6 separate regions of the Mus musculus genome follow, and all the other regions are linked to region 3. Evidence: chromatin contacts called from public HiCAR-type and promoter capture Hi-C data. All regions are on one chromosome and are shown on one strand. The core of a region is the stretch at or near the end of the contact, and the rest is flanking DNA. Distances in the headings are between cores, read along the strand shown.

What was found. Promoter capture Hi-C pulls out the DNA fragments that hold promoters and counts their contacts. HiCAR-type assays count read pairs that join an accessible place to other places.
Region 1: a contact with region 3 is called in a promoter capture Hi-C map of liver, with 4 times the contacts expected there. The contact joins the promoter of Ropn1l here to the promoter of Laptm4b in region 3. A contact is called at or near these places in 2 of 39 promoter capture datasets (embryonic stem cells and liver) and 1 of 115 datasets of contacts at active chromatin or transcription factors (astrocytes).
Region 2: a HiCAR-type map of astrocytes shows a contact between it and region 3, with 4 times the contacts expected there. The contact joins the promoter of Rnf19a here to the promoter of Laptm4b in region 3. A contact is called at or near these places in 1 of 39 promoter capture datasets (pre-B cells) and 1 of 115 datasets of contacts at active chromatin or transcription factors (astrocytes).
Region 4: a promoter capture Hi-C map of pre-B cells shows a contact between it and region 3, with 6 times the contacts expected there. The contact joins the promoter of Cct5 here to the promoter of Laptm4b in region 3. A contact is called at or near these places in 4 of 39 promoter capture datasets (embryonic stem cells, hippocampal neurons, liver and 1 more) and 1 of 115 datasets of contacts at active chromatin or transcription factors (astrocytes).
Region 5: a contact with region 3 is called in a promoter capture Hi-C map of liver, with 3 times the contacts expected there. The contact joins the promoter of A830021M18Rik here to the promoter of Laptm4b in region 3. A contact is called at or near these places in 2 of 39 promoter capture datasets (liver and pre-B cells).
Region 6: a contact with region 3 is called in a promoter capture Hi-C map of liver, with 4 times the contacts expected there. The contact joins the promoter of Cmbl here to the promoter of Laptm4b in region 3. A contact is called at or near these places in 2 of 39 promoter capture datasets (embryonic stem cells and liver).

The regions. Positions count from the first base shown.
Region 1 is chr15:31,451,843-31,455,296 of GRCm38.p6, forward strand. Ropn1l (ropporin 1-like) reads right to left here and starts at 1,847. Exons shown (of 5, transcript NM_145852.2): 1 at 1,571-1,847. The coding sequence starts at 1,701. It overlaps Gm49208 (a long non-coding RNA gene), which reads left to right and starts at 1,829. Exons shown (of 2, transcript XR_003951491.1): 1 at 1,829-2,070; 2 at 2,838-3,454.
Region 2 is chr15:36,281,076-36,284,549 of GRCm38.p6, forward strand. Rnf19a (ring finger protein 19A) reads right to left here and starts at 2,072. Exons shown (of 10, transcript NM_013923.2): 1 at 1,837-2,072.
Region 3 is chr15:34,236,214-34,239,635 of GRCm38.p6, forward strand. It overlaps Laptm4b (lysosomal-associated protein transmembrane 4B), which reads left to right and starts at 1,813. Exons shown (of 7, transcript NM_033521.3): 1 at 1,813-2,209. The coding sequence starts at 2,111.
Region 4 is chr15:31,599,749-31,603,397 of GRCm38.p6, forward strand. Cct5 (chaperonin containing Tcp1, subunit 5 (epsilon)) reads right to left here and starts at 2,098. Exons shown (of 11, transcript NM_007637.3): 1 at 1,853-2,098. The coding sequence starts at 1,957. It overlaps Atpsckmt (ATP synthase C subunit lysine N-methyltransferase), which reads left to right and starts at 2,368. Exons shown (of 5, transcript NM_026546.3): 1 at 2,368-2,401. The coding sequence starts at 2,389.
Region 5 is chr15:36,724,683-36,728,219 of GRCm38.p6, forward strand. It overlaps A830021M18Rik (a long non-coding RNA gene), which reads left to right and starts at 1,563. Exons shown (of 3, transcript XR_875150.3): 1 at 1,563-2,286. Gm41297 (a long non-coding RNA gene) reads right to left here. Exons shown (of 3, transcript XR_875152.2): 1 at 3,033-3,537.
Region 6 is chr15:31,566,788-31,570,148 of GRCm38.p6, forward strand. Cmbl (carboxymethylenebutenolidase-like (Pseudomonas)) reads left to right here and starts at 2,046. Exons shown (of 6, transcript NM_181588.4): 1 at 2,046-2,152.

The sequences.
Region 1 (3,454 bases), core at 597-3,096, 2.8 Mb before region 3:
CACATTCACCTCTAAGTGGTGCAGACACACAAAGGCTTCCCACTTTCCATCTTTCCCAGTTCTGCCTGGGTCTACCCCCCACCCCCACCCCCCCCAAAAAGTTCCATTCTAGGAATCTGAAAATGTGTGAGCTGGAGGTTAAGGAGGCACAGAAATGGCTTGGGGCAACAACTTGAGTGAATTCCCTTCGGATTTGGCCAGCACGAGGCCTTGTGCCAGGCAAGGTCTTAAGCCACAGTCAAAGAACTTGTAGCCAGGAAGATGAACATGAAATTAAGCACCAGGGCACCAGGTATGTCTATGAGTTATCAGAAACCATCTAAATCTGAAACATAGATAGATGGACATGGATAGTGAAGACTGAATAGATTAAAGGCAACCCCCTCTCTCTTCACCCTTTAGGGTCAACTCCACCTATAACTACTAAGACTTTTGTGCTCCTCTCTGTGGTTTCGTTAATGAGCTAAGGAGTGGTGCGGACAGCCACGAGAGAAACAGATGCAGAACTGTTGACCTAAAAGTCCAGGCCCCGGTTACAATGCTGTGGCTTGGTGGATTCACACCTATTCATAGTTGTTCCCTCATCGGCAGTCTAATGAATCAGGGATTTCTTGTGTAAGGCTTCAAAAAAACTCTCTCTGTAGTATTAATAAATGTGCCAATAGGGGCGGAGACTTGAAGTGCAAATAAACTTTCATAAAGACACCCTAGCCCTTCTCTCTAAGGCTCGAGCATATGTAATATCGCTGAGGGGTTATTGAGAGAACTGACAAAGGGACCGCTGGGCTCACAGGTGACCCTGACGGAGCTAAGTAAGACATCCAGGTCCTGTCCCCTGAAGCCCCGTGAGAGGTACTCTACATGGCAAGCGTCTTTGCACAATTAAGGACTTTAGATGGGGGAAACTATCCTGAAGAAACGGTATGGCTCCTAAATGTATCACAGGACTCCTCAGGAGAGGAAGGCAGAAGAGAACCCACGGATTGTAGAAGGGCCAGGAAGTTCCAACAGCCGAGTCTGATATGGAAGCAGCCACCCCAAACGCCTGTTGCCTGCTCCAGATGTTTTGTTGCTTTTACCTCCAGAGCTGTCGTTTTTTAAAAGTCGAGTTGTTAAAACAGCCAAAAGTAACGAAACCACCTTAGCTAATATAGTTCAGAGAAAGTTAGCAAATTTTGGCTAAAAATAGTTATTCTCGTGATTTAAAAAGTGGCACAGTTCTCTTGTAAAACCGAAAGAATGAGTGTTAAGATTATAATGGTCAGGCCCTTGAAAGGGTTCCTGTCCTTGTTTCTAGAGTGTGAAGGTTCGCTAGCTGTGAGCTGTGCTGGACAATTTTCTCAGGTGGCAGCTTTCACATACCTCTGCCTCATTTGGGGGTGGGTGGGGGCATAATTCAGTTGTTCTGGGCGGTTTCATTTATAACATCCCTGTAACTGATTTTTTTTTTTTTTTAAACTCAGCGGAGCCACTTTTTGCCCCGCGGTTGGTGTGCAAGCTTTGTTAGTCTACACCCACAACGTCGGCGTCTGTACTCGGTAACGGGGTGAGGTTCCCTGGCCGGCCTTACCCCGCCGACCACTGCAGCACGTCCGCCGGCTGCGTACGGATGGCAGCCTTGGTGAACTGCTTGAGGATGTCCGGCAGCTCCGGGGGGATGTGGATCTGCTGCGCGCAGAACATGGTGTCGGGCAGCGGCATCGTTCTGGGGAGACCGCGGCGGCCTGGGACGTTGTGCTGCGGGGAGGAGAGGCAGGGTCAGCGCAGCGGGCGGCGGGGAGGGACTGCTCCGCCCCCTCAGGAAACTGAGGCCCAACCGCCCAGAGCGGATAGAGCACGCGATTGTGGCGTGCGGTCTCCAGGCAACCCGAGCTGCGCATGCGCACAGCCTCAGCAAACAAGGGGCGGACGTCCGGCTGGCCTCTGTGACCAACGAGTGACCACAGAGCGGAGAGCGCCATAAAACAGCTTGTTTTCCTAAAACGCGGAGGTTGCGCTAATCCGAACCCCAAGAGGTCTCGACCAGGGTCTCGGCTTGGCGTGTGACTCCATTTGGTCCACACACCCACTGTATGAATACACATTTCCAAACCAAAGCAGCTTGGCAAAAAAACATTTAGTTAATAGAATGGGAAAACAAGGACTCTCAGACACTGTTGACAGAAATGAGCGTTTATCTGGGGACTACAGGATTTTCTAACGACTTAGCAATATTTATCCTAAGGGGGGGGATAGGCATAAGGAGTAAATAATAATGCCTATTATGTAGCTTGGTAGGTTAACTTTTATTAAAACCTCTATCATGGTCTCCAAAGAAAAACAACACAATCGGGTAAAACCAACAGAGTTAAAATCTGATGTGGGGACTGCGAGACTCGCAAGGCTGGGGTTCATTTGAGCTGGGAATTGGAGACCAGCCTGGGCAACATTTAGCGCTTCAAGAAGCAACAAGTCTGTTCCCACCCACACCACCACCACCACCACCACCACCACCACCACCACCACCACCACCACCACCACCACCACCACCACCACATGACTGGTGAAGCGGAAAAGATTGTAAAACAATCTGGGTGTGCAGGTGTCTGTTCCTTTTATTCTTAAAAGTCTCAGGTATAAATTGTGACAATTCAGCTTTTGTTTTCTTAAGTGAATTATATTTTGCTGTTGTATCTAAAAAAAAAAAAAAAAAAAAAGTGAGCCTAGCCTACATTGACCTTTTTTTTCCCTACATAAGTTACTATTAGTTCGTTTGTACAGTATCTGTAGTGTGAATGTTTGCTTTTCATTCTGTTACCAGTCCAAATACTTCACTTTTTTTTTTTTTTTAATTTCAGCATCCATGCCCCGTTGTGTGGAATCCACTGAATACATACGGAAGTGTCTGCTTTACCAGATACACTATGGCAAGGAAATGGCCACCTAAGCAAAATGGGTGTGGTTCCTGAGCAAGAAGCTCCTTCCTCCTCCAAGTACATCCTAAAGCATAAATGAACGAGCCGAAAGAAAGTCTTAGGCACGGTTGTATAAGCAAAGGAGATTAAAGAAAACAAAACAAAATAAAAAAACCCAACGCAATGGCTAAACAACATAAAGTGATGCAGAGGGGCCTGTGCCTTGCTGACAGTCTACCCATGGTTTTAAAGGCTTGCAGAGTAGCAGCAGGAGGCTGATGGAGGACTAGGTGTGTATGTGTGCAGACCTAACGAGCCCACTGAGGAAGCAGCTAGGCCTCAGCGGTCTCCCCGGAGGGAGTCCTGTGTGCTGGCTTGGGCAGCTGACTTCTCGCTCTCTCTTCCATCTTCTGGTTACTATCTGTTCTGCACTTGTGGTCCTTGGAGGCAGACATCTTCAGTCACTTAACACATCAACTCTCCTAATCACTGTGTTTCAGGAGATAACCAGTTTTGAGTATTGGTTTCCTTTGGCGAGGACTTTCAACTTCACAGATTAA
Region 2 (3,474 bases), core at 822-3,321, 2.0 Mb after region 3:
ATACTCACAACTGCAAAAACATTGCTTGGACGCTGTGTTCATGGCAAGTCAAGTCCATTTACTTTCTACTTGGTGCTGAAGTATCTTCAAAAACACTTAAGTAGAAGATAATATGGCACTGTCATTTTGCCAGATTAAAAAAGGCACCAAAAATCCAACACATTGCCACAAATATTCAAAATGAAATTCTAACATTTGCTAGGCAACAGTACAATGAACAATTCTTTATATTAATTCTAATGTTCAACCAAGGCATCTCCAAGATGAGGTATTTCATGCAGCTATTTTAGTAATGAATAGGTTTGTTTCAACTTCTAAAATAATTCTGCAATTAAAAAAATTAACCTTACTGGGGTTCTAGAATGAGAATCGATGATATAATAAAAAAATACACTCAGGCTAGCTGCCATATGCATTCTTCTTCAGAAAGACACCTTGCAATGACATTAAAATCTTTCCATGGTCACATGAAATTTAAGCTTACACTGTATAATATATATATATATATATATATATATATATATATATATATATATCTTGCTTTTGTTTTGCATAATTTGGTTTAGTAAGTCCCAAGACTTAATACCAATTCTTTGTCCATGAAATTGTATGTACCAAGTAAAGAACATTTGAAAGTAAGGACATAGCCATTTTCTAAATATTTACATTTTAATTCAATACAGACAGCTCTGTGTTAAAGAAGCTTAAGCAAGCAAATATGGAAATGACTTGAATTACAAACAGAAGCACTAGGATGTGCAAAGAGACCGGTTTATAGCAAAACCGGAAAGGGAAAAAAAGACAAGTATCTCGTCACACTACATACAATGAAAAGGGTCAAGAAATTCTGGTTAAAATATTAAATAATCAAAGACTGCCAGGTACGCGTGCGTATACACAAACATACACAAAGTAGAATGAGGAAGATCAAAATATTTTGAAGGCACCAACCACGGAAAGGCCCGCTTTCATACCTCCCGTTTGCTATCATTTTACACCAGCCTTTATAGCCAACCCTAGGTTTGAAAATTGCAGCTGCATTTAAAGGCCGTCCTATCATTACCAACATTTTGCGACATTCTCAACCCTACACAAAGTAAAGCACCAGTCGTGTATTTCTATCTCCAAGGGCGCCAACAAGCAAAAATTAAACCTTTCTTTTTCCCATATATAGCCTTCACCATTCTCTTCCCTCTTTTATTTGCTGCCCTTGTCTCAGGATTAACGAACCTAAACCACTTCTTCCCATTAGTGGAAATGGAAAAAGAGAAGAGAGCGACAGTAGAGCGGAATCCCAGACCGAAGGAAAAACTGGCAATTCAAAGTGGTGGCCTCACTCGGGGTGAGGGCAGGGAAAACCCCAGACGTGGAGTCCGGAAGACCCCCGTTCATCCCCAGGCTATACGGCTTTCCGCGCCGGTGCCTGCTTGTGTGCGCGATCTCCGCTCCCGAAGGAGGCGGTCATCTCCCCGCCGCCCTCCCGGGCCCCAGGCGGCAGGCTTCGGGGGCGAAGTCCGCGGCGCCCAGTGTGCGGCGAGGCCCGGAAAGCGTCCCGTTAGAGGCGATTTCACCCGTCAGGAATGCGCTCCGCCCCCGCCGCCTCCCCACGGCGGCCGCCCTCGGGTCTCGTCCGCTCCGCCGCCCCGGAACGCTCGGGGCAGCGCCGTGGACAGTCACAACACCGACGGGGCCACAGGCCCGGCCCCCCACGCCCCGGCCCGCACCCCGGAGACGGCCGCAACGGTCTCCCGGCCCCAGACCGAGGCCTGAGCGGCGCCTTGAATCCCCATCCGTAGGGGAGCCGCCCGGCTCCCGCGGCTCCGGCGCCTGCCGTACCTCAGCTCCTCAGGGCGGCGGCGGCGCGGGGCGGCTGGCGAGCAGGCCCATCCCGCGGAGGCAGAAAGCGGAGGCAGAACGGAGGACGACTTTTCAGCACCGCCGCGGAACCTTCTCAGCTAGGGCGAGAGCTGCCGGTGGAACGGTTGCGGGCGGCCGCTTTCCCGAACTCCCCTCTGTGACTCCAGTCGGACCGTCGCAGCCGGGAACCAACACAGCAACTGCCATTCTCCCCCGCCCTCGCCCCCAGGCCCCGCCCCCTCCACTCCCTCCTGCCCCACCCGGCATAGCCCCGCCCAGCGCGCCTTGCGTCTTGGCGTCAAGCCCCGCCCCGCCCCACGTCGACCAGCCGCGGTTATCTCTGGGACGCGGTGGTTCCTTGGCTCCAGCACGTTCGCCTCGCACTGCGCGCTCTCGCCGCCGGCCCTCCCGCGGGCGGCGACTTACTCGGAACGCGCCGGGCAGTGGGGCGGGAGACGCCCTTCTTGTAACCCCGACCCCGTCTCCGTGAGGTGATAGGAAGGGACGGCGGGAGCCGCGTTCCAAGTGGAGCGCTTCCTGAGCGACAGGACCCTGACTTAGCTTTTCAATCCTTTGTTCACCTGCTTGATTGGCAACCCTCGGGAGAGCAGAGCCGAGTCGTCCCCAAAGAAATATCTCAGGTCTTATCAATGTCTGATACAGTAGGAGTTACTTTGGCCCAGCCTGTGTCTTCCATTCCCCTCCAGCTTTTGATCCAGTCGGACACCCTTTGAATTTTTCACCTACATAAGACTTGGTATAGAGTTAGTTAAATAAACAGATCCCTTTCCTGTCCTGATCCCATCCTCTCCGTTTATTTCTCTTGGGGACTTAGATCATTTCCTTAGAATCCTGAGAAATGGATGTGATGGATGCCAAAATGTCCATCCACCATCTGTTACTTAATCTAAATATATCACTCGATCCTTATTTCAGTGTGTCTAAACTAGAAACTCACCAAGGAGCCATATTTTTTCAAACCCCACTTGGCCTCTTTGGTAACACAGTAAATTTTTCCCAGTTAGAAACAGGCTAGGCGATCTAGGGCTAAATGTCTTTGACCATACATCTTAAAGGGAGTAAGTATGGATATGATTTCCATTTATTGGAAGTTGAGAGCCATTATGTGTATACCTTAAAATGCTATCAAAAGGCTGCATTCGATGCCCAATAATCTACAGGACACTTTAAGCCTACGGATAGTGCAAGAGTAGCTTTGCAGTACAAATGGAGTAATGACTGGTAAGGGTTTTGAGTAAAGAATTGTGCAGAATAACAGTGGTCCTGTACTCTCTATAGTCATCATAGTTCTGAGAAATTAAATTTCTGTCTTCCTAGAAATTGGAAGGGTCTGCTGTTACTTACTAGTCCAATATGCATATCCTGAGAGAGATATACCTGAAGGACATCTCCACTTGAATCTATGGAGGCATCTTGTATTAGATAGTTTTATCTTAACATGAGACAAGCTAAAGTCGTTTGAGAGAAGGGATCGTCAATGAAGAAAACACCTCCATGAGACTGGGCTGTAGGAAGCCGTAGGACATTTTAATTAGTGATTGATGGAGAGACAGCCCACTGTGAATAGTTTCATCCCTGGGCTGTTGGTCCTGGGGT
Region 3 (3,422 bases), core at 563-3,062:
CCCCATGCCTGGCCCAGTTCTTGTTTTTCCGGCAACACTCTTTTGCATTCCAGTAATCTTTTGCACTCCAAAGATCCTGTAGCTGTTTGGTTTACCTACCAAGCTTCACCTGCGCACATTTTCTTCAGCTAGTGTCTATTCTATATTTTAAAATCTATAGCAATTTGGCTACTGTGACTTCATATCTAGAATAGTAAATTTTCTGAAATATAAAATTCATCTGAATCAATGTGTCATTTGCTTAATAAATTTGAAATCTTTGTGGGAAAAGAAGAGAGAGGGCAGTATCTATGTTAATTTTGAATTTTCAGAGTCTTTCAATGCAGTATTCCTCAGTCTGTATTACTATCCCTTTCCTGAATACTAATGTTTGTGGTTTTGTTCACTAATGGCTGTGGGCATAATTATATACTCTTTTTGCAACCCTGAGGATGGAGCTCAGAGCCTCCTGCATCCTGAGATAACACTCCACATGAGAGGAAAGCCCCAGCCCATAACTAACAATAGACAATCCCAGAGAGAAAATTATCTTTAATGTTACGAAGAAAAGAAACAAATACCGAGCTTTTCCAATTCCTCCCACAACAGTTATCCTGCTTGTATCTTTGCTCAAGGACCTACACGTGGTATCTCTGGGAATAGAAGCCAAGTTTAAACTAGAGTGTGGTAGATGCACGTCTTTGTGAAACTAACCAATCTTGAACCATCTTTCATCTTATTTGACATGTACTTTAATTTAAATCGAACCCATTTTAAAACTTTTTTAAATTTTTGTTGTTTTTCAAGACAGGGCTTCTCTGTATAGCTCTAGTTGTCCTGGAACTTACTCTGTAGATCAGGCTAGCCTTGAACTCAGAAATCCACCTGCCTCTGCATCCCAAGTGCTGGGATTAAAGGCATGCGCCACCACTGACCGGCCAAATTGAACCCATTTTATTTCTTGTTCTAATCCTGAAATAAAACTTTCACATGGTCTCTTTTTTTCCCTTCCTTCCTTTCCTTCCTTCCTTTCTTCCTTCCTTCTTTCCTTTCCTGAAACAGGGTTTCTCTGTGCAGTTTTGGCTGTCCTGGAACTTGCTCTACAGACTAGGATGGCTGTCCTGGAACTTGCTCTATAGACTAGGATGGCTGTCCTGGAACTTGCTCTATAGACTAGACTGGCTGTCCTGGAACTTGCTCTATAGACGCTGGCCTGCCTCTGTCTCCTGACTGCTGAGATTTAAAGCGTGCACCACCACCAATGCCCGGCTTCACACGAACTTTTAATTTAAGTTATCAGAGCTTCTTAGCTAGCACTGTGGTCATCAAAGGCTAAACTTGGATCCTATCCAAAACAGCAGCTGGAGGGACATCCCCCGCCCCCAGACCCTAGTCCTCTGCCTGGGCTCTTTCAACGCTGTGTATTGTGACTTGCATAGATCTTTTGGCAGTAATTGTTTTTTTGTTTTTGTTTTACTAGAACTTCAGTCATTATTAAAAATGCCACGGAAGCACAGTGAGGATGCCCTTGACACACATTCTATTTTCTGGGAAAAGATTGCTACTAAAGTAATTGAGCTGGGAAGCTGAGATAAATTGCTCTCTGCGGGTTCCGCAGTGGTTCAAAGTACCGCAGTTGACTGGAATAATCATTCTAAGCAGTTTTCCTTCCTTCCGCCAGTTTGCAAGATAACTACAATCCTAGCACAGCATTCACCGGTTATTTGCAAGCTAGATGTGAGGCAAACACAGCTGGAATGAATCTGAATCCTAACCAAAGGTGCACCCCATTTCCGGAGGAAAATTCTGGAGACTCCCTCAGGGTCCAGCAAGGAAGCATTTATTTGGCGCAGCGCTCCCAGCGCCCGCAGCTGGCTGGAGCCGGTGGTGACATCACGAGCCCGGGCAGGCCACGTGACCCACGGCTTCTCCTCCCCCCTGCCTCCTAGCGTCGCCGCGGTCTTCGAGCCCAGTGTCCCGTCGCAGCGGCCACTCGGAGCTCTCGGTACAGTGCAGAGCCAAGGGTCGGGCGAGCGGTCCGAGGGTCGGGGCGGCCAAGGAGAGGGGCAGGAGCAGCGGACCCAAGACGAAGCGAGCGACGCTCTCACAAACTTCCACGAGCGCCGGAGCTATGAAGATGGTCGCTCCCTGGACTCGGTTCTACTCCCACAGCTGCTGTTTGTGCTGCCATGTCCGCACCGGCACCATCCTGCTGGGCGTCTGGTACCTGGTGAGCGCGCCCTGGCGTCGAGGGAGCCCCCGGGGTCCCCACGCGCGCCGCTCACCCCGCGCCACTAAGTCGCTTCTAGGTCGGCGTCGGTCTGGGGGCCGCCCGCGATCATCCGCCTAAAGTTGTATTATTAGAAAGTTAATTCTCGGGGAGAGCCGGGCTGCAGTGGCGGGGGCATGTGGGGCCGGGCGGGGGGGGGTGGGGCACCGGGCCCTGCGAGGTGCGGGCCGGGCATGTTCACCCCCGGGACGCACCACGGCTACACAGCGTTCGCCCTCGCGAGTTCGCGTCCGAGCAGAAACGGTTGGGAAATTCTTGTTCCTCTCGAGAGGATTTTCCTGCGTACGCCTGTTTAAAGCTCTTACACAGGGAAGGTACCCAAGTGTGCCTGTGTTCCAGTTGGCTTGGAGAAGCCATCTTAACAACCACTCAGGTTCCTGCCCGAGGACAGGTGATCCCTCTGAATAGGCACGGCGGGCAAATTTAGTTTTCTTTAAAAATGGCCTTCAGGTTGGCGCTCACATTTGTGTCAAGAACAAACATGTGATTCTCTGGGGCAGCGAGTTAGCTTGATGGATTCTTGCCCTGTGGCGCTGGCTGCCCTTGGTTGGTGGTTGGCAGCCTTGGACTGAGTCGGATTCCTCAATATTTTGGATTTTGTGACATCATTTTAGAGAGATCCGAGCTACTTGCTGCAGAACAACGAAATGTAGTTGAAAGTGGTAGTTAAGTGGCATATAAAACTTTTTAGTTAGAACATATTCTTAGCTCCCTTTGATAGTTTAAAAAGATATTCAGTATTGAATTGTAAACTGCCTTGTGCCATTTTAAACAATGCATTCCCCTTCCACGTGATGTTACAGTTCTATTTATAGTCTCAAGTTTTCTTTAGTTGGGTCCATTATGGCCGCATAATAGAATTTTTTAGTCTTAAAAGCTTTCCAACAGACCTTTGGTATATGTGGGTTCTGGCTGTTCAGTGTGAATGCAAATTGAACATTAATGTATTGGCTCAGCCCTGACTTTTCTTAAAGCCAAGGAATTTACAGGAATTTAAAACCATAGTTGGAGTGTGGAAAGTGGCCTCAGGAAGTGCTTTTATCGATGGCCAGTCAGGGCAGAAGGTGGGCTGCAAATGTCTGTGTCCTCCTTGGAAGTGTTCAGATCTGCAGGCTTGCAAGGGCTTCAGTGGATGCAGTTGGTAAAATCTAGG
Region 4 (3,649 bases), core at 848-3,347, 2.6 Mb before region 3:
ACAGGTGACAAAGCAAGTACATTTGGTCTTTGCAAACTCTGGTGCTCTTAAAATGTAACCTGAAAGTATGTATTGGTAACATAGTTTCTCAAGAGACATCACAGGGAAATGTCTCTTGGGGTGCCCAAAGATACTGGACACCAGGACTTATTTTTGGTTGGCTAAACTGGTATGTACTAGCAGAGGCCAAAGAACCAGCCCAACACTATACACAAGACAGGCCTCCAACCACAGATGCTCTGGTCTAACGCCAAGGGGAACCTCACGGCTCTGGACCTAGCTTTGACTCAGGTGGAAGTGGAATAAGTCATGACCCTTCTCTACTCGGCAATTTCTCTATGACTCTGTCCCTAAAGAATCTAATTCTGTAAGCAGGACCCATCCTGAGTGAGGACCACATGCAATAGTCCATCTGGTTAACACAAACGGCTGGCACAACAGGACTGTTAACATGAGTTATACTGGTCAATTTTCTGTCTGTTGGAATTTTGTTATTGGCACGTCCCCAGAAACAGGAAAAAAAAAGGGGGTTGAAGTTGTCTTAGTCAGGGTTTCTATACCTGCACAAAACATCATGACAAAGACACAAATTGGGGAGGAAAGAATTTATTCAGAATACACTTTCCACATTGCTGTTAATCACCAAAGGAAGTCAGGACTGGAACTCAAGCAAGTCAGGAAGCAGGAGCTGATGCAGAGGCCATGGAGGGATGTTACTTATTGGCTTGCTTCCCCTGGCTTGCTCAGCCTGCTCTCTTATAGAATCAAGACTACCAGCCCAGAGATGGCACCACCCACAAGGGGTCTTTCCCCCTTGATCACTAATTGAGAAAATGCCCCACAGCTGGATTTCGTGGAGGTACTTCCCCAACTGAAGCTCCTTTCTCTGTGATAATTCCATCCTGTGTCAAGTTGACAGAAAACCAGCCAGTACACAAGTCGACACAAAACTAGCCAGTACACAAGTCAACACACAACGCGCACAAGCTGAAGGCAAAGAGAACCAAGCATCTACCAGGCCTCAGTTGCTATGTCCACTTCTGCAGCCACTCCAAAACACCTGTCAGAAATTCGGTTTGATAGAGAACTCACCGAGGGATTTCCCTAACACCAGGTCAACCAGGGCACCTCAAACCTGGAGGCACGACTGGCACAATACAACCTAAAATGGGGCTCCCTCCTTCCTCTGAGCTTTTTGTGGCAACACCAGTGACTGTCACTCCTTTCTCCTCTGGGGGCCTAGCACCGGCTCTTGGGTAGCCTTTCTTATTCCTCTCCTTCTGTGAGACATGCCTTCCGACTCAACACTTCGGCTCTGCCTTCCCTCAGGGTAACTTCTTTGTTTCCCTTTAGGAAACTATCCTCAATTGCGGCCAACTGTGCTCCACTGAAACTCTCTCCTTCCACTCCAAAAGTCACCACCATGCGTTTTCTGGCCCAAGGGACTTTACGGTCCCTTTCCTACAAGCAGCCATTCGGTCTGTCCTGTGCACGTTTCTCACTAGTTTTCTCCCTTTCGGGACAGCCCCGCTTCTAAGGGACAAGCGACTTACAGATGTTACAGATGCACCGGCGCAGGCCTGCTCGCCCGCCCGGTGAGCTGGGGATGCGACCCCACCCAGCTCTGAAGCGGCGGATCGCTCTCCCTACCCCACCGTGGGACGAAGGCCTCTACGCCCTCTCCCGCAGCCAGAGCGGGGATGTGACCCTAGAGCCCAAAGGGGCTCCCCGGCACCGGAGATTCTCGAGCTTTCGGGCCAGCACATGGCCGAGCTGCTCTCTCGCCAGCGCAGGCGCACAAGCGCTCCGGCCCACTCCCTTCATCCCGCGGCTTCGCGTTCCGGGCCGTTACCTTGAGGGCCTCAAGCCCCATGAGACGGGACTTGCGATCTTGGTCCTTGATAATGAGAAAGGGGCGCCCATACTCATCGAAGGCGAGGGTCCCCACGGACGCCATGGTGGACGAACTAGAACGAGCGCTCCTCCAGTAACCAGCGGGGACCACTCGGGAAGAGAGACACACCGCACCTCCCTCTCGCGAGAGGACGCAGAATCCCGCGCATGCGCAGTGCAGACCCCGCGACTTACTTTTCAACAGTGACTTTTTTTACGCCGCAGAGTAGCTTCTGGAATCGGCCGCTGTTGGGAACGTCCGTTTTCCACGAACCGAGGGGGGGGGTGTTCGAAACTTAGAAGGCGACGTCTAGCACACAAATGCTAATACTAGACATAATGTAGTCACTGATTCAAGGATTTAAGTTTTCAAAGTTTTTGAATCCAGAGTTGCAGCGGGGAGCTTATTTCCTTAAGATATTTTTCTTTTCTTTGATTGCCGCCCGGGCTCTAAGACGTTGGTAGATTCCACTTCCGGTCTCCCCGGAACGCGCGATGGAGCGAGTAGGTGAGGTTTGACCGGCCTGGCGGCGGGCGATATAGTTGTCTGTGGCGCGGGCGCTTGTGGGGATCGGGCGCGCGTGGCTGCGGTGCTCTCCGTCCCGCGCCGGTCGTGGCTACCACAGTGCTTGCTGGGGGCTGCTGTCCGCACCTCCGTGCACAAGACTCACTGCTCAGCCCGATCCTAGGTCGGCTGGAATCCACCCTGCGGTGGACGAGCTGCTGCTTGGAAGCTATTGAGCCTGTAGCTTTGTTTTCTTGTCTGCAAAGATAATAATAATAATAATAATAATAACAATAATAACAGCAATAACAACAACAATAATGACAAAATAATAGCAACAAAAACAATAATAATAATAATAATGATAATGCCTACTTCACAAGGTTGCTGGACGTGCCTGGTCGTCAGCACATAGTATTTGTCCTTAACTTCCCAGGTTACACAGATCCTGGGCCTTCCCCGCGCGTGTACTGTAGGTGGAGACAAAGTAGCACCGGCTGGTGCTCAGAGTCTCTTGTTCTCAGCGTTTTGCTGTTAGAAAGATACCCCGTAAGGGTAACTGCACGGTACGTCTGCCAGAAATCACGATTCATTTTATAAGCTCGGATTTATTTGTGACGAGTTTCCAGTCTCTCCACTCGTACCCCACAGAACAGAAACTGTCCCTGCCGTATTGTCTGTTTTTATTAGGTACTCAAAATTAGAGTGCATATAACCTGTATGACAGTAGGCTAGCTTTCAGGTCTGTGCTGTTACATGACACAGATTGACATTATGTCAGGACAAGGTTTTTAAAGTTAACACAAACAAGGTTTCATTGTGACATTTTCATTCATATATATATATGTAATTGTACCTTGCCATTGACCTATAAGCTGTCCTCATTATCCTCTCTCCTCCTGGTCTTCCCTCTCAACACAGCACACACACTTGTATACAACAAGATTCTGCATCTGAGCGAAAACATGATGGTTCTGAGTCATTAGTTTACAGTTGAATAAAGCTCTGTGTGTATGTACACCACACTGTATCCATTCCACTGTTGGTGGACATCAAGCTAGGTTCAAGAAAGACTTCAAGGATGGCACGGCAAGTAAAGGCGCTTGTTGCCAAGCCTGACCGCTTGTGCTAGGTCTCGGTCCCACGTGGTGCAGGAGCGAGCAGATTCCCACGTGGGTCACAGACCGCCTTCCAGTCAGGCGGCTGCTCCGCTCCCACTCTTCTTGCTTGCACGGGCCCAGTGGTTCGATG
Region 5 (3,537 bases), core at 313-2,812, 2.5 Mb after region 3:
AGCCGCTCCTCTGGTCTGATGTCACCTTGTATGTGGTGGATTGTAGGAAGCTGGAGGGGAGCCAGCAGAGGGGGAGGGCAGTGTTTGTCACTGGACACAAACGTGTTTTGGAGTTGTTACAACGAGTGTGCCACTGTAGTGTGTTCTAGCTCTGCATCAGCCCCCACTTCTGTCTCTATTCTACAGGCTTTGAGCAAAATGGTGTATGCCACCCTCAAAATATGAGGAATAGCTGAAGAAACCTGTATTCTGCATCTTCATCTGCCAACCTCTGGAGACCACTGACCTATAAACTCCATAAACTCCGGCTTTCCCAGACTGTCCCATGCTGGACTCATGAGCACCTTGACACAAGTCTTTGGGCTTCACTCTGTGGGGAGCCGCACTCACATTTGCCATTATAAGATGGCGCTGACAGCTGTGTTCTAAGTAGTAAATAATCTGCACATGTGCAGGGGCAGTTTTCCCGCCATGTGCTCTGCCTTTTTTGTGATGACAACTGGGCCAATGGGCTGCAGCCAATCAGGGAGCGACACGTCCTAGGCGGAGGATAATTCTCCTTAAAAGGGACGGGGTTCTGGCACTCTTTCTCTTCGCCTCTTCGTCTCTTCGTTTCTTCTTCTCTTCATCTCTTCGCCTCTTCGTCTTTTCCTCTGCTCTCTTCCTCTGCTCTCTGCCTCTCTCCCTCTCTGCCCCTCTCTCTGCCTCTCTCTCTGCGTCTCTCTGTGTCTCTCTCTCTCTCTCTTCCTCTCTGCCTCTCTCTGCCGCGCTCTTCCTCTCTTGCTCCTGAGTAAGCAATAAAGCTTTGCCGCAGAAGATTCTGGTTTGTTGCGTCTTTCCTGGCCGGTTGCGAACGCGTGTAAGATCACTCCTCTAGCAACATTCAGCTAATGGAACATCCCCATGTTTTGTGTAGCTCCTCTGAGCTCAGCACAAAATGGAGAATTCCCTTTTTCTAGCAGGGCTTCCACTTCTCTGACTACCCCCCCATCCTCTACCTGAGGAAGGTAATGGGGTCCTTGGCAAACCTACAAATTCCTCTCCCTACACCCCATAAGAACCTGCCCAGCAAATACCTGGGATTCCTGGAGAGCTTTTCCACACAAAAGAGGCGTTCCCAGTTCACTGAGCTCCAGCCAGTCATCAACATTCACCCTGAAAACTCCTCTCCACTCTCCAAAGTTCATATACAGCCCTTGTCCACCCAAATAAAGTAAGTGAGCACCAGCTATTTCACTGAAGACCATCTAAGAGCCACTTCATTGGGAGTCATCTAAAAGAGCTGTAAGACTAAAATCGCCAGAGAAGGCCTTCCTTGGTGAAGCCCTCCACCCCATGCCCACATGTGAGTTCAGCTGGACTGAGAGCCAGTCCCAACCTGTTCCAGACTCCACTTCATCCTTCAAGCCTGGTGCCTGGACACCCTGAGGGAGGAAACAGAGGACAGAGAAGCACTTCTGGCACCCAACGCGGCCCACAGCTGGAGGAAGCTAACATACACCTGGGAGGATGCTGGTACTTGATGGGCTGGGCTATGTCACAAGAGGGTGTGGTACAGACCTTTGATGGGCTGGGCTATGTCACAAGGGAGTGTGGTACAAATGCTTGCCATATAATGCTTTGCTATTGCTCTCCTGGTTGGGTCACCAATCTTTAGACACTTAAATTGTCTAAATGTAAAGAGAATTAATGTCACTACAGGCTGCTAAAGAGCAGAAGTTACTGTTGGCATGACCTGGCAATAGCCAGGTATGCCTGGCTCACTCTAAAAGGGTCTGCATGTCTCTTCCTCGCTGTCTGATCCTCTTTCTTACTACCTGCCCCTTCTCCCGCTCCCCCCTTCCTCTCCCCATGTGTTCCTGGCCTGCTTCTCCCTCTCCTCTCCCCACCTCCCGCCTTTCTCTGCCTCCCACCTTCCCCATGCCCTAAATAAACTCCATACCATGCCTCAGGGGGAGGGGATGCCTCAGCGGGGGCCTGTGGAGGCAGCCCTTCCACCTCACCCACCATACAGCGCCTCTACCAACACGGGTGCTGTGCCTGGGATTTAGAAACTCACAGGTTGCATGAGCTCATATTTCCGTGCTGCCACATGGACTTTGCAGCCATGGGATGGATCTCTTGCTAGACCTCTCCACCCAAGCACTGGAGAATTGGTAAAGCTCCCTACTCTCACTGGTCAGCATAAACGCCCTCTGGTCCCAAGGGAGGGCTGTTGAGCTTGCAGCCACCCCGTGGTGTCCTGGTCTTCTTACTGATGCTTCGTTCTCGGACCTCTACCCCTGGGTGAGTGCTCTCTCTGTCTCTGTCTCTCTTTCTCTGACGGTTTTTCTCTTGGCTTCTCTTGCACACTGCTGAAAAAATCCTACGCTTAGGCAAACCATCCTCCCTCAGGCTCTGAGCCCCACACACAGCTCGTGCACTGGTCCCGCAGCTCAGCTGCTAGTTCACTGCGTGGCTGGTGATCTGTTTTGGCTGCCTCTGTTTCTAGCTATCACATTTGTACTAGAGACACCGGGGAACGGGGAAGTCACTTGCTCCTATTCTCACCCAGAAGGGAATATCTTTGCTAGCACGTCTCCTGGTTAAAATTTGGCCCCTATACCCATCAAAGAATAACTCTAAATGGCCGTTTACTGGAACTTTAATAGCAAACTTTTACAACTCTCTAGCTAGCGATCTGTAGACCATTCCCTACCCCACGTTTTCTTGCTGCTTGCTCTCCACTCCCGGTTCCCTGCTCCCCTGATTCTGCCGCCACCACGTACTTTCCATCCGCCCCTCACTCTCTGTTCAGGGCGGTGCTGCCTGACAATCCTGAGCTCTCCACATTCCCCCTTGCTGTCTCCCTCCCTGTTTGACCTGACTCCACAGCAGCCAGTTGACTAGAGCTCTGGCAGCAAGGACACAGCTGCAGCTACGGCCCCCCAGCCCCGCCTACTCAACCCTGCCACCCAGTGCTCTGTGGCACGGCGTGATCTCTCGCGCGCGCCCCACCGCCCTGAGTGCCTGGAGCACACTTGCTCTCCAACCTGAGCAGAGTTGCTAGAAGACAGAACGCTGCTTCAGGCGCTGCTCTCTACTCTTGACCCCCATGCTGATATTCTGCTCTGCCAAGCCACAGGCACACTCCCGTAGCCATCGCTTGCCGCCAAGCCACGCCCCTCACGCTGCACTGCTTAGATTCATCAGTATGTTTGTCTTTGTAATGCTTCTGTTGTTCCATTCTAAGTCACACAGGCACATTCCTACAGCTCCATTCTAGGGGATAACAGTGACTTTTAGCGCCATCTTAACTAGGGGAAGTTCTGTGACTGTCTTTGTTGTAGGCAGATAAGGTTTTGCTATGCTATTGCTTCAGTGCCATCTTAGATGAGGGCAGTCATGTGGCTGGTTGTAGCTTCAGTGCCATATTTGTTACAGGCAGTCCCCAGTTCGCTGCCTTTAGGAGTGCAGCTTGCCAAAGTCACTTAGCAATTAAGATACAGTTTTCCCGTCTATCCTGCTTTGGTAAATAATGATTTCTAAACATTTAAA
Region 6 (3,361 bases), core at 796-3,295, 2.7 Mb before region 3:
GTGGTTCAATCTCTGGGAACCCCCAGGGGTCCACGTTAGTTGACTCTGATGATCTTCCCATGGACTCCCTATCCCCTCTGGGTTCCTCATTCCCATTTCTTCTTCTTCTTCTTCTTCTTCTTCTTCTTCTTCTTCTTCTTCTTCTTCTTCTTCTTCTTCTTCTTCCTCTTCCTCTTCCTCTTCCTCTTCCTCTTCCTCTTCCTCTCCTTCTCCTTCTCCTTCTCCTCCTCCTCCTCCTCCTCCTCCTCCTCCTCCTCCTCCTCCCTCCCTCCCTTTCCCCCTCCTCCTCCTCCTTAATACACTGTATGTATTTCTGTTCCTTAAAAAAGAAAACCAAAGGACTGGAAACCAGCTCAGTGGTTAAGAGCACCTGCTGCTCTTCCAGAGGTCCCAGGTTTGGTTCCCAACACCCACATGATAGCTCACAACTGGAGTCTGTAACTGCAGTCCAGGGGATCTGACACCTCTTCAGCTCTTGGAGAGCATCAGACAACCACATGGTGCATATACATATATACATACATACATACATACATACATACATACATCATGCATGTGTCAGGTCCCAAAGAAACTCAGGGCAAATGGCTGGCTATTAGCATACCGAAGCACACACAGCCCTCCAGGCTCACTGGTACTTGTGGCTCTTCTCACCCCAGCCCCTACCTAAACCTCTCAATCATAGGGACTGCTTCCCTTCCCGCAACTTCCTTTTCCTATGTCGCCCCACCATTACAGACTCTGCACTCTCTTGGTTCTTTTCCCTTTCCCTTGGTTCTCTTGGCTTTTTCCTCTCTTGCACCGCCCCTCCTGCCCCGCCCCTCTCTTGGCTTTTTCCTCTTTTGCCCCGCCCCTCTCTTGGCTTTTTCCATTCTTGCCCCGCCCCTCCTTGCTCCTCTCTTCTCTTCCTTCCTACTCTATTTTCTCTCTCCTCTCATGGCCCGGTCTTTTCTGCTGGCCATGTTCAATCTGGATGTGTAGCTTCAATTCCAGGGGTCCACTTCCCTCTCTGGTCTCAGGTGACACCAGTCATGCTGACATACATGCAGGCAAGAGACCATATACATAAAATGAAACAAAAAAAATAGGGGCTTGGAGAGATGGCTCAGTGGTTAAAAGCACTGGCTGTTCTTCCAAAGTACCTGGGTTCAATTCCCAGCACCCACACGGCAGCTCACAACTGTCTACACTCACGTGAACACGCATGTAGGCAGAACACCAATGTACCGATATACATAAAAATACAAATAAATACATTTTAAAAGTTAAAAAATAAGTGAAAACAAAAACACAACTGAGCCTCCCTCACAAGCACCAAAACAAACAACAAGACAACAGAAGAAGAAGAAAAAAAAAAAAACCAGAAAAAAACCCCCACCTCTCCATCTTAGAGAAAATGTTTTGCTTTTGTGGAACACTAAGAGGCAGCTTCCCCACTCCATTGTATGCATTTTTTGACAGTTTCAGAAACAGGGAGAGCAATCCTGTCCCACCTGAGACTTTTAACGGAGCTCGTGGGCTTTAGATTTCATCCATCTTTCTCAGCAAAGGCACGGTTTATGTTATTGGTTTGCCCTGAGGACAAGCGCTGCCCAGAGCTAGGCCTTGAGCCAGCACCCACATCTTCAAGAGACAGCACCGGAAAATTAACACTGGTTTCATTGCTCTTCCCTGGGCGATGCCTCCATCTTCTTTTCTCAACGTTTTCTTTCACTACTTTCCTTCCTCACAGACAAACCACCCAAGCCACAAGAAGATTATATGTAAGTTGGGGTAAATACACAAATGTAGTAGCTTAGTGCTTGAAATAGCCCGATTGTGATTGACCACAGAGAAGTATGCGTCCCAGTAGACAGGCCCAGGGCAGAGTGCCAGGCTCATTCCCTGCCTCTTTAGGCCTCTGTTTCCCTCCTATCACCACTCTTCCTACCCTGCCTTCTTGCTTCCATCCGGGAGCCAGGATCCAGCCCCTTCTCGCGGTCCTTGCGGACCTGCCCCTCCCCCGGCTTTTCCCGGGAATGCAGGACACTGCCACAGCAGTGTCCACTTCCCGTGCAGACTGAGACTCCTCCCTTCTTCTGCATGTCCCTCCCTACCGGGTCAGCTCCAGGGCGTCTGCCTCCTGCTGACTTGCTCTTCACCATTAGACAAGGTAGGTGCTGGTCGCTGGGGACAGACAAACCTGCTGGACCTTGCCTGTGGCTTTGCAGGAAAAGGGCTTTTGCTGGTGCAGATGTGAGGCGCTTCCAGGATCATTTTCCAAAATGAGCTGCCATATATACTGTCCTGGCAAAAATGGCAAGGACCACAGCCAGCCCTAGGTGCCCACCCTTGACTTCTGAGGATATTTTTCTGTAGGTATTCAGATGTTTGCTTTTAAAAACAGCTGAGAGTTTGTAGTCAAACTCACGTCCCTGAGAAGAACCCTTCTTCCCTGACCTTAAATACTATTTTTAGGCTGGGCATTTTGATTATATTGTTGTTGTTGTTGTTGTTGTTGTTGTTGTTTTGTGAAGATGGAATCATGAACAAACTGAGCATATTTGCATTAAACTCAGTACCCACGTCTGGCAACAGTTCTTCTGGGTGGATAGAAGCAAAGACAGGCTGTCATATAAGAATATGACATCCTAGATGGTGGGTGGATCTTGCCAAGACAGTGTGGTTTTACACTCCATGGCCACTGGGGTTGGCCCAGGTCCTAAAGAGACTGGCCGATGCAGTTTATATCCACTTGCTGACAGAAAAGGACACCTGTTGTCCCCAGAGTCCGTTTAAAACAAGGTAGTCAGAATGGAGCCCTGGGCACACACACACCACGGGACAGCCTGCTGGGCCTGCAACAGAGAGAACAGACCAAAGGCATGGCAGTGATTGGCATGATTAAAGAGGTCTCTATGTGCCGCTTAGGTCTAGTTTTCTATCTAACGCTGTCCAAACCGTGGACCTGCTGCAGACCGTGCACATGGTCAGGAAAACTAAGTACTTGGGGGAGGGAACAGCAGAATCACTCAAGGCTAGGAGTTGGCTCTGCCTTCCTCAGGGCAGGACACAAAATCAGGCGCAGTGAAGTTTCTACAACCTTTAACCTGGCAGGCTGCCAGCCCCTCCCTCCTTAAACACCAGCTTTCTACAGGATCAAACTTGCCCTTGTACTCTGAGCCCATGTCTGTGACTCCTTTTTGCAGGTACTTCCTGCTGCAATCTTGTTTGTGCACTCTGAGCTTGTTAAGGCTCTCTATCTATCTATCTATCTATCTATCTCTATATATATATACTTCTTTTGGACAAGTTCATTGTGTGATCTGACTTCTGAGCTACACCAATCCTCAGAGCTTTAAATCAGGAAATCTGTACTCTG